Regions from separate parts of the Zea mays genome. Here regions 1 and 3 are each linked to region 2. Evidence: chromatin contacts called from public Hi-C data. All regions are on one chromosome and are shown on one strand. Each heading gives the region's core, a stretch centred on a gene start, on an enhancer-like site or on the middle of the called end of the contact. The rest is flanking DNA. Distances are from core to core; before and after follow the strand shown. Region 1 has its middle 53 kb from the start of LOC103627003. Region 2 holds the start of LOC100191299 (Peroxisome biogenesis protein 7). Region 3 holds the start of LOC100276421 (GW2).

Region 1 (2,928 bases), core at 185-2,684, 300 kb before region 2:
AGGTTATCCCTCCTCTCCTGATTTGCTTTGCAAGGGCCCTCGATTTTGCAAGATAGCTCGACGTTCTCCTGTGGCGGGGGATATGAGGTGCGGGCCTCGGTTTTATACCATGAGTCACGAGGATTTGCTAGCTAGCGGATCCCAATCTGCTGGCGAGTTTGTTGTGGGTGGTTACATGGTGACGTTGGGTTTGTTATAGATTAGAAATCAATGGCGAATCTAGGTATAAGCGTGAGGAACTGTGAGGATGATTCGTGGGCCCCACAAATCAGTTAACACGATGGTCTTGTGCACGTAGAAGCGTGGGTGCAGAGCGAGGCTGACATGCTGGTCCCGTAGGTCGGTGCTACTCGGCGCGCGCCCGGCTGCTGGGCTAGCGGCGTGGGATAGATGGGCCAGAGCAAGGAAAATCGGCTAGGTACAGGTTTGTCTTTTCTTTTTTTATTTTCATTTCTATTTCTCAGTTTTCGAATTCAGGTTTGTTTTATATTTTCATTTGTGAATTTGGCAAATCAAATGCAACAACAAGAGATACCAGCATGATGCATATTTTGTTTTATTTATTTTTTTAATTATTAATTGCTTTACTCAAATCCATAATTGTTGATATGCATAAAATAAACAAAGTCATATGAACCATGTAACCAAAAGGAATCTTTTATTCCTCTAATTTTTTTTGGGTATTACATATAGACTATGGGATTTAATATGTAGACTAGTAAATATGCGAGACATTAGGCCATCCTCAGTAAAAGTTTCATGGGCACGATTAACTAGAGCGACACATCGTCTAAGGAGGTTTGAAACTATGATGAAATAGTCTCACTCAATACATAGTTTCATCTTTGTTGTTTCCAAGGTCACATGTAAGACATAAACATTTTGGAAACAATGTATAGATGGTTTTATCACTATGAAACTCATTTCATCCTTTCACCGTTAATACACTGTCGTATCATAAAAATGCTGACATAATAGCCTATTTAATATCCATAAAACTCCTACCGAGAATGGCCTCAGTGGTAGGTCCTCCCGTTGGAGTTCATATGTTTTTCAACAAAACCGACTTCAAATCGTCGAATCTTGCAGGCAGCCGTACTTGCATGTAACTCTGAATTTTGTAGCAAGCAGTAGGAACCTAATCCTGATTCCTGACATCATGGGGATGCTATGATTCTCCTGACCACAGTTGACCTTCTCTCCTCTCGATGAAGCGAGAGGGCCCCTCGATCGCGTTTTCCCTCTCTCCCGATCCAGATTTAGATAACCACACAGCCAATTATCCGGCTCGCTTTGTTTAGTCTTGTGCATGTTTCATCACATGCCCCGACATACCGTCCAAAATTCCTCTTTGTCTCGGCTCAGCATGGTGGTCGCCCATCGGAATTAAAGTGGGCGTGGGGAAGAGGTCCATGACCCGCCCGGGAGAAGCGGAGACTGTTGCTCTGTCGTCACCTTCCAGTCCAGTCCAGGGCAGTAGAGTATCACTGCTTGTCAGTCGGGGTGCGGGCTAACATAAATTTTTATTTTCTTTTATCCAGCACCGATGCAGAAGGGCAGAAGGAAGAGGAAGCTAAACATGATCAGTTTACTGAATCTAGGAACTTCATTTTTTTTCTTCTCCCTATCGTCGACGTCTCATCGGTTTACACTGTTTTTTTATTGTTCAACTGTCTCTTTCTCTGGTTTCTTTTTTTCTGAAAAACATCTTTGGTAGGTAGCTGAAGCCATTTCGCAAATCGTTTGATAGAAACGACTTATGCCAGAGCCAGAGCTATTTTATAAAAGTTGTTCGGCAGGGTTTTGGCTTTTTTCCAAAAAAAAACAGGGCTCTGCATATGAGCTTTCAATAACTCTGTGCTTATTACTTCCAAGATAAGGGTGAGGCTGGGATGTTTGGTTTAAAGAATCACTACATCCAAATTAAAATGGTGCATCATGGATTCATTCTTCAAATTTAGTGAAATGATCACATTTCTCATATTAATACTAATTAAGTAACTATGAAGAATGAGTTGGTAATGGATCAACTCATTCCATTTCACAAACCAAACAAAAATAGTGAGGAGTGAGAAGATGATGGAATAACTCATTCCTCAAACCAAACACCTAATAATCTGCAGAACGGTGCTGCGGCAGAAAATTCTATCGCGAGAAATGTGATTGGCGTGAGATTGACAGGTAATACTACTATTAAATATGGAATTATGAATTGGGTCTGGAATGAGTTGATCTCGGGTGTCACTAAGATCGTCCTTACGGAATCATTCCACAAGTTGGCCAGCGCAACGACTCGGTATTTGCTGATAAACTACTCGTACGGTTTCACCAAACACCTGTGGAACCGTCCCCTTGCTGATTCTTCTGCAAGATTCGCAGACAAAGACGTCCTATTATTCAGGATAATTTCATTGCCATTACATGCTGAATAGATCTGCTGAAATATGTACGTTAGAGTTGTATTAAGTGAATTAACCTTAAAAGTTTGTTTGAATATATCACAATTTGGATTGTGTCCATCAACTTTTGTTCTGGTTGTTTTAAAGCCGGCGTTGGGCATTATTGCTGGCCGACAGGTCGGACGATCTAGCCCTGTGGTCTGCATGGTTTGTATCCCTTGGACAGTCCGTCGTGTCAATGCGACCGAACGGTCCAAAAATAGATTAGTTCATGCTAGAGTCCTTATCTCTTACAGGGTTATACCAATAACTCGCGAGAAATTATTGGAGTTCACTTAGCAACGAGTCCAGACACTGCTACAGTAAACCTCTACACAGGCGGTTCCAGGAACCACTTGTGGTGCACCGCCAGTGATGTAAAACAATATCTTAGGCGGTCAATCTAAAACCGCTTGTTATAGACACACATCACAGGCGGTTCTGGCTAATGGAACCGCTTGCGATAGACACACATCACAAGCGGTTTCTA
Region 2 (3,069 bases), core at 405-2,904:
CGCTTCATGATGGTGTCTTCCACGCATGTGTAGCACAACGGCCTTGGCAACGCACGGACTCTGAGCAGGCATTTAATGCGCGCGGCGCTGACATGCTACAATGCATCTTGGTAACGCGTGGGCGGTCACAAAGGCCTATCACAAGCATGCCAACCCTACGCTTGGTCAGAGCACACCATGCCCGCCTTGCATTTAATGCGGCTGAGGTCTTGCTTCCATCGAAGGCTTGCACTATGCGCCCAGTGAACACGTGGTGTCACCGAACCCCTGCCTGGATCCAAAGTAGAGCCTAGGGGCATCTTCTGCCCTCAAGCACCGGACGCCCCTGTTGGGGACCCATACCCCATAGGGGGCTCGGTTTGTATACATGTAGGTCCTGGACTTTCTAGGGGGGTCCGGACTACGCACATGGGGGTTCAGGACCCATCCATGTGGGTCCAGACCCATTAGTGAAGTCCCTTAGCACATGATTAGAGATAACCATGTGGGTACTGCGTTTTGGTACAGTAGTAAGGGGTATCCCAGTTCTGTGGTACCGACAGACGCCCTTCTAGACCTTCATTGTTCCTCGTGCGTTACTGAGGCATGAGGGAACATGCGGAGGGGCGGGACGACACATTCTGTATTCTCCCTACTCTACAACCTACGTCGTAGCCTTTGCCCACACGCCAACAAGACCGGGCAGAGAACAAGACTGGACGAAGAAGACCTCGATCCACTAGTATTACCCTGTGATCTTTTTGTATCCCTGGGCCAACTTGTCGTGGCTCAGGCGCCATGTAGGCCCTCCCTTAGGGTATAAAAGGGAGGGACACTTGGTAGAAATCAAAACGACCTGAAGTTGTTCAGGTCGGGACGGCTCATAAGAACACACACACAGAGAGAGAGAAAGGGGACACACTTTTGAATCCCCTCGAAGGCATCTCCAACCAATTTTAGGCTTTCTCAAACTCTGAGCAATACAACTAACAAGTAGAGTAGGGTATTACACTATGACGACCGAACCAATCTAAACCCTTATGTGTTCTTGTGTTCATCCGGCTCAGTAGGCAAACCATAGGATGTCCCCCTATTCATAGGATTAGGTGGGTACACTCCACCACCCAGCTGGAGTTTTCTCTCCGACAAATAGTATTACTATCGTTAGAACCGGTCTAACAACAACTCTAAAGGGGTGTTTCGTTCACATCTCCTAAACTTTAGTTAGTCACTTTTAATTCCTAAACTATTAAGCGGTGTGACTAAGGAAGTGTTTGAATGCACTAGAACTAATAGTTAGTTAGCTAAAAATTGTTAGTGGAATTAGCTAGCTAACAAATAACTACCTAACTATTAAATAATTTACCATAAATACCTAAAAACTATTAGATAGGGTGTTTGGATGTCTAAATAAATTTTAGTCACTGACTATTAGCTCTAGTGCATTCAAACATCCCCTAAATAAAGTCTTCCAAATATATTTTTTTAAACTGAAGTTTAGGAGAGTGACAAGAGGAATAACACCCATGAGTTAAGTGGTGTTTTTACTGGGCAGCAGCAAGATTTCACTGTTGATGACATCATTTGTTTTTACTGTGTCAGCCTGCCACGGACCAGGACTGAACGCACCACAGAGGCATCATCAATCGAAAAAGAAAATTAAAAAGGAAAAATAAAATTAAAATCCAAGTCTTACGCGAGTCCCCTTCCCGATCCGCCGGCCGATCCACCCACCGCCGCCATGCCGGCGTTCAAGGCCCCGGCGCCGGGCTTCGCCGTGCGCTTCAGCCCCTTCCACGAGAACCGCCTCCTCGCCGCCACGTCCCAGCACTTCGGTCTCGTGGGTAACGGTCACCTCATCGTCCTCGACCTAGCCGGCGGCGGGCCTGGGGCCGCCCCGGCGCCGGTCTTCTCCTTCCCGACCTCCGATGCGCTCTTCGACTGCGCGTGGTCCGAGTCCCACGACTCCCTCTGCGCCGCCGCCTCCGGGGACGGCTCCGTGCGCCTTTTCGACGCCGCTCTCCCGCCGGCGCAGAACCCCGTGCGGCTCCTCCGGGAGCACGCACGGGAGGTGCACGGCCTCGACTGGAACCCCGTCCGCCGGGACGCCTTCATCTCCGCCTCCTGGGACGACACGCTCAAGCTCTGGTCCCCCGACCGCCCAGCCTCCGTCCGCACCTTCCGGGGCCACGAGTACTGCGTGTACGCCGCCGCCTGGTCCGCGCGCCACCCGGACGTCTTCGCGTCGGCCTCCGGGGACCGAACCGCGCGCGTCTGGGACGTCCGGGATCCCGCGCCCACGCTCATCCTGCCCGCGCACGACCACGAGGTGCTCTCGCTCGACTGGGACAAGTACGACCCCTCCATCCTCGCCACCGCCTCCGTCGACAAGTCCATCCGCGTCTGGGACGTGCGCGCGCCGCGGGCGCCCATCGCGCAGCTCGCCGGACACAGCTACGCCGTTAAGCGGGTCCGTTTCTCGCCGCACCGCCAGGGCATGCTCATGTCATGCTCCTACGACATGACTGTCTGCATGTGGGACTACCGCGCCGAGGATGCTCTGCTCGCCAGGTACAATCACCACACGGAGTTCGTTGCCGGCATCGACATGAGCGTCCTCGTCGACGGCTTGCTCGCTAGCACCGGATGGGACGAGATGGTCTACATCTGGCCATTTGGGACGGATCCAAGAGCCATGTAGCACGCAGATGCAATAGACCAGGTGATTTGTACTATTGGTTTTCAGCTTTGCATTGGGCGGTGGTAATACTAATTACATGCTCCTACATGTTCAGTTACTATCTCTTCAAATGAGTTGAAGAAGTTGGAATAATGTCAAAAAATTGTTCAGTTACTATCTCATTGAGCTCTAGCCTCTCTTATACTAGTAAGAAGGAAATGGTTCGCATGCTCATAACACCTGCTGATAACCATAGGCCACGATATCTTGATAGTCCAATAACATAACTTGCCTTTCTAGAAGGGAAAATCTAGTGCGGTGGTGAGAGCTATCTTACTTGTGTTTGTGTCACCAGGTCATATGTTCAAAGCTGCTTCTCCATATTTGCGAGAGGAAGGCTTACCTTGGTT
Region 3 (3,018 bases), core at 52-2,551, 320 kb after region 2:
CACTACCATCACATAGGAGTAGAACAGTAGAACATTCGTAAGCCATGTTGCTCCAGGAATTAGAATCAATGGGGCACTGGTGGCACTGGTGGCACTCATAACCTCATATAGCACAGCGGTTAGCCATCCAAAAGGAATTCAGAAAATTCTCCAAACAACATGATCAAAGCATCAAATGTGGTGTGATAACAATCTTAGGACAACATGGTAGCGCATTTTGCACAATGTACATATACAGTATGATGTCCTAGCAGAGCATGAGCAGTAGGTACCATCCCAGACACATACGCAGAACAAAAAAAAAACAATGATGCCCACCGTTACCGCGCTTTTGACTACTTGTTGGCAACTCTGGGGTATCAGGCAAAACAGTCAAGTACTCTCAAGTCATTGAAAACACGGAAATGTTCGGCTGGTCCTAAAACAAGCCCCTAGAATATCCCTAACAACAATGCACGTACAGAAGCAGAGCAGAAGGTAACAGTCGCCTGCGCACAGAACAAACAAAATACGACGCCGCCGTGACTGCACTTTGCAGAACTAGTCGACAAAATTGTGCTGTTAGCCTAGAAACGTGGCTAAGCGTACTGAAACCCACGGTCCTAGGAGGAGGTTCCAGAGCACACAGCATCTAGAACCGCGTGCACGGTCGTCGACCTCCCCCCACCCAGTCAGTAACAGAATCGCGGCAACGGCACACGCAAATCCAACAGAGTCAGGCGCCAATGGACCCAGTAACCCCCCCGCCGAAATCTTCCCCCCTCAGTCCAGGTCTCTAACCGTGGACCGTGGTCGGGCATTCCCGCCACAGCAGACGGCGCCGCCGCCGACGCCGCCGACGCCGAAATCGGGGGTGCGTGAGGGTGGGGGGAGATCTCCCCGCGCGTGCTTACCAGGAAGCAGATGGGGCACTCCTCGAGGTCCCCTCCGCCGGGCGCGGCGTCGTCGGCGCCCGGGTAGCAGGGCGCGAGCTTGGCCTCGAGGATGAGCTTGCGCAGCTTCTTCTGGTCGATGTCCTTGTGGTCGTAGAGACCCTGCGGCCGCGTGAACCGCTCCTCCACCCCCGACTTGCGCCGCCCGCCTATCCGGTTCCCCATCCCTCCCAGATCCGCCTCCGCCGCCGGAGACGAAGCCTTGCTCGGTCGCTTACCCCCCCGGGACCCGGAGTCACAGTAGACACATACGGTGTATACGCAACAGGAGTCAGGAGGGGAGGGGGCGTATGCACTGTCGCAGCGGCCGAGGCGAGGTGGTGGGACGTGGGAGTGGGGGGTTTTTTGTTTTCAAAAAAGTTTTTCCTCGGTGCGGGCGGGTGGGGACTGGGGTGGAGATGAAAGGCGTATGCAAAAGAGAGAGAGGCGGGCAAAAGAGAAGCGGGCGCCGGGCGGGCGGGCGGGCGACGGACGGAAACGCAGCAGGGGCAGCCGCTTCTGCCCTGCCGCTGTGCTGCGACGGCGAGAGTGACTGCGGGTGCGGCGCGGCTTCCCTTCACTCCGCCCGTAAACCTGCTGCTGCTGCTGCGGTTACTATAAACCGGGGCGGGGACCCTCCTCCTACCGGCAAGCAGGGCCGCGCTTTGCAGTTGCAATTTGCAAGGGACAACGACTGTGGAGCCTCTCATCACTGAGACGAGGAAGTCGTAGGCAGCGGCCTAACGGTACTGTTTGATATTCACACTTTCGAATTTGCCTTGTTTTACTTGATCACTGACACTTGCTAAATCAGCTTGTTTTTCCTTGATCGCAAGGTGTCTGATACAGATAAAATTTTGTTGCCCTATGTCCCCCCTCCCCTCACTTTTGGTTGTTTTAAATCCCTAAGGCTTTGTTTGTGCAAAGAGAGATTGAAGTGAATTGAGGTGTATTGGAGGGATTGAAAGAGAAATTAGTTCATATTACACTTCGATACGTTCCATACCACCTCAATCCACTTTAATCCGAGATTGTCCAAACAAACCCTAATTTGGTGCGCAGAATACTCTGTATCTCAGAGGGACAAACACAAACACACACCCGCGCGCGGTACTGGTGTGCACATGACCGTGACTCAATTAACCGTGCCCTTACATCCAGCGGGCCTGCCACGGTATTTATTCGCCAGAATTTATGAATTACAGCCGCATTCCGTTGTGCTGCTACCACAACAACAATGCACGGGCGACGATCCGTACCCTGGCATGGCGAGAAAAGCTTCCTCATGTGCAGCGGCAGGCCAGCAGCATTTAACGAGACGGTACAAGTGCGTGAGTAGTTGGAGAGGAGGAGGGGGGGCACCAACCCTAAAAAGCGTCCACTTTGCCTCTGGGCTGCATGCAAATGGGGCGGGCGGGGCGACTACGCATTGATGAGACGAGAGGAGATACGCTGCACACTTTGCGGCGTCGGTACCAGGCCAGTTCCCAGGCCCTGGCTAAGGCTAGCTGGGTGAGAAAAAAAATGAGGCTCATGCTTTGCCAAAGATCCTGCTGCTAATAATGTGGTGAGAGTATACTAGTAGTATATGCTTTGCACTTGCTGCATAGTATGGGTAAGGCACAGGACACCTGGGTTCTGGTCAAGCGTTGCAACCAAGAAGTAGCAATTGGATAGCATGTCTTGAGTCATGAGCAAACGAAACGATCGTTTTGTGTATCGTATTCCACTGGTTCATTTAGTTGTCCAGTGGACATTCTACATTCTTACTAATTTTATGAATAACTAGCTCAGTGCTCGTGCGTTGCAACGGGATCATATAATAGCTCGATAACTTATATATACAAATGTGTGTTATACTGTTATGAGATGGAGGACGACATCCACGAGCCGTCCGGGATGACATTGAAGAGAAACTCGGACATGTGACGCACGAGCACTCACCTAGTAGTGTAGTATACAAGATTTAACAAGACAATTTAAAGGCAAAAATTCAAGAATGATCTTTCATAGACTACTGTAAATTCATGACTAAAAGCTCACTGTAATTGACTTGCTTGAAGAACACAATAATACTACTGTGAATATGTGATACAACTTAATCACA

The links. A called contact is a pair of places that touch in the nucleus more often than the background predicts.
Region 1: a Hi-C map of ear shows a contact between it and region 2, with 1.9 times the contacts expected there. The contact joins the enhancer-like site here to the promoter of LOC100191299 in region 2. A contact is called at or near these places in 2 of 25 Hi-C or Micro-C datasets (ear and tassel).
Region 3: a contact with region 2 is called in a Hi-C map of ear, with 2.8 times the contacts expected there. The contact joins the promoter of LOC100276421 here to the promoter of LOC100191299 in region 2. A contact is called at or near these places in 2 of 25 Hi-C or Micro-C datasets (ear and leaf).

What each region holds. Positions count from the first base shown.
Region 1 is chr5:147,948,252-147,951,179 of Zm-B73-REFERENCE-NAM-5.0, reverse strand. No RefSeq gene overlaps it. Among protein-coding and RNA genes, the nearest start is that of LOC103627003, 53 kb to the left of the region's middle. Within about 2 kb of position 1,434, at least 12 of the 20 cell types and tissues checked have an H3K27ac peak or open chromatin away from gene starts, as enhancers often do. A contact at or near this core is called in ear, where this site is marked.
Region 2 is chr5:147,652,502-147,655,570 of Zm-B73-REFERENCE-NAM-5.0, reverse strand. It overlaps LOC100191299 (Peroxisome biogenesis protein 7), which reads left to right and starts at 1,654. Exons shown (of 1, transcript NM_001136733.1): 1 at 1,654-2,834. The coding sequence starts at 1,721. The coding sequence ends at 2,680.
Region 3 is chr5:147,337,186-147,340,203 of Zm-B73-REFERENCE-NAM-5.0, reverse strand. LOC100276421 (GW2) reads right to left here and starts at 1,301. Exons shown (of 8, transcript NM_001150219.1): 1 at 894-1,301. The coding sequence starts at 1,097.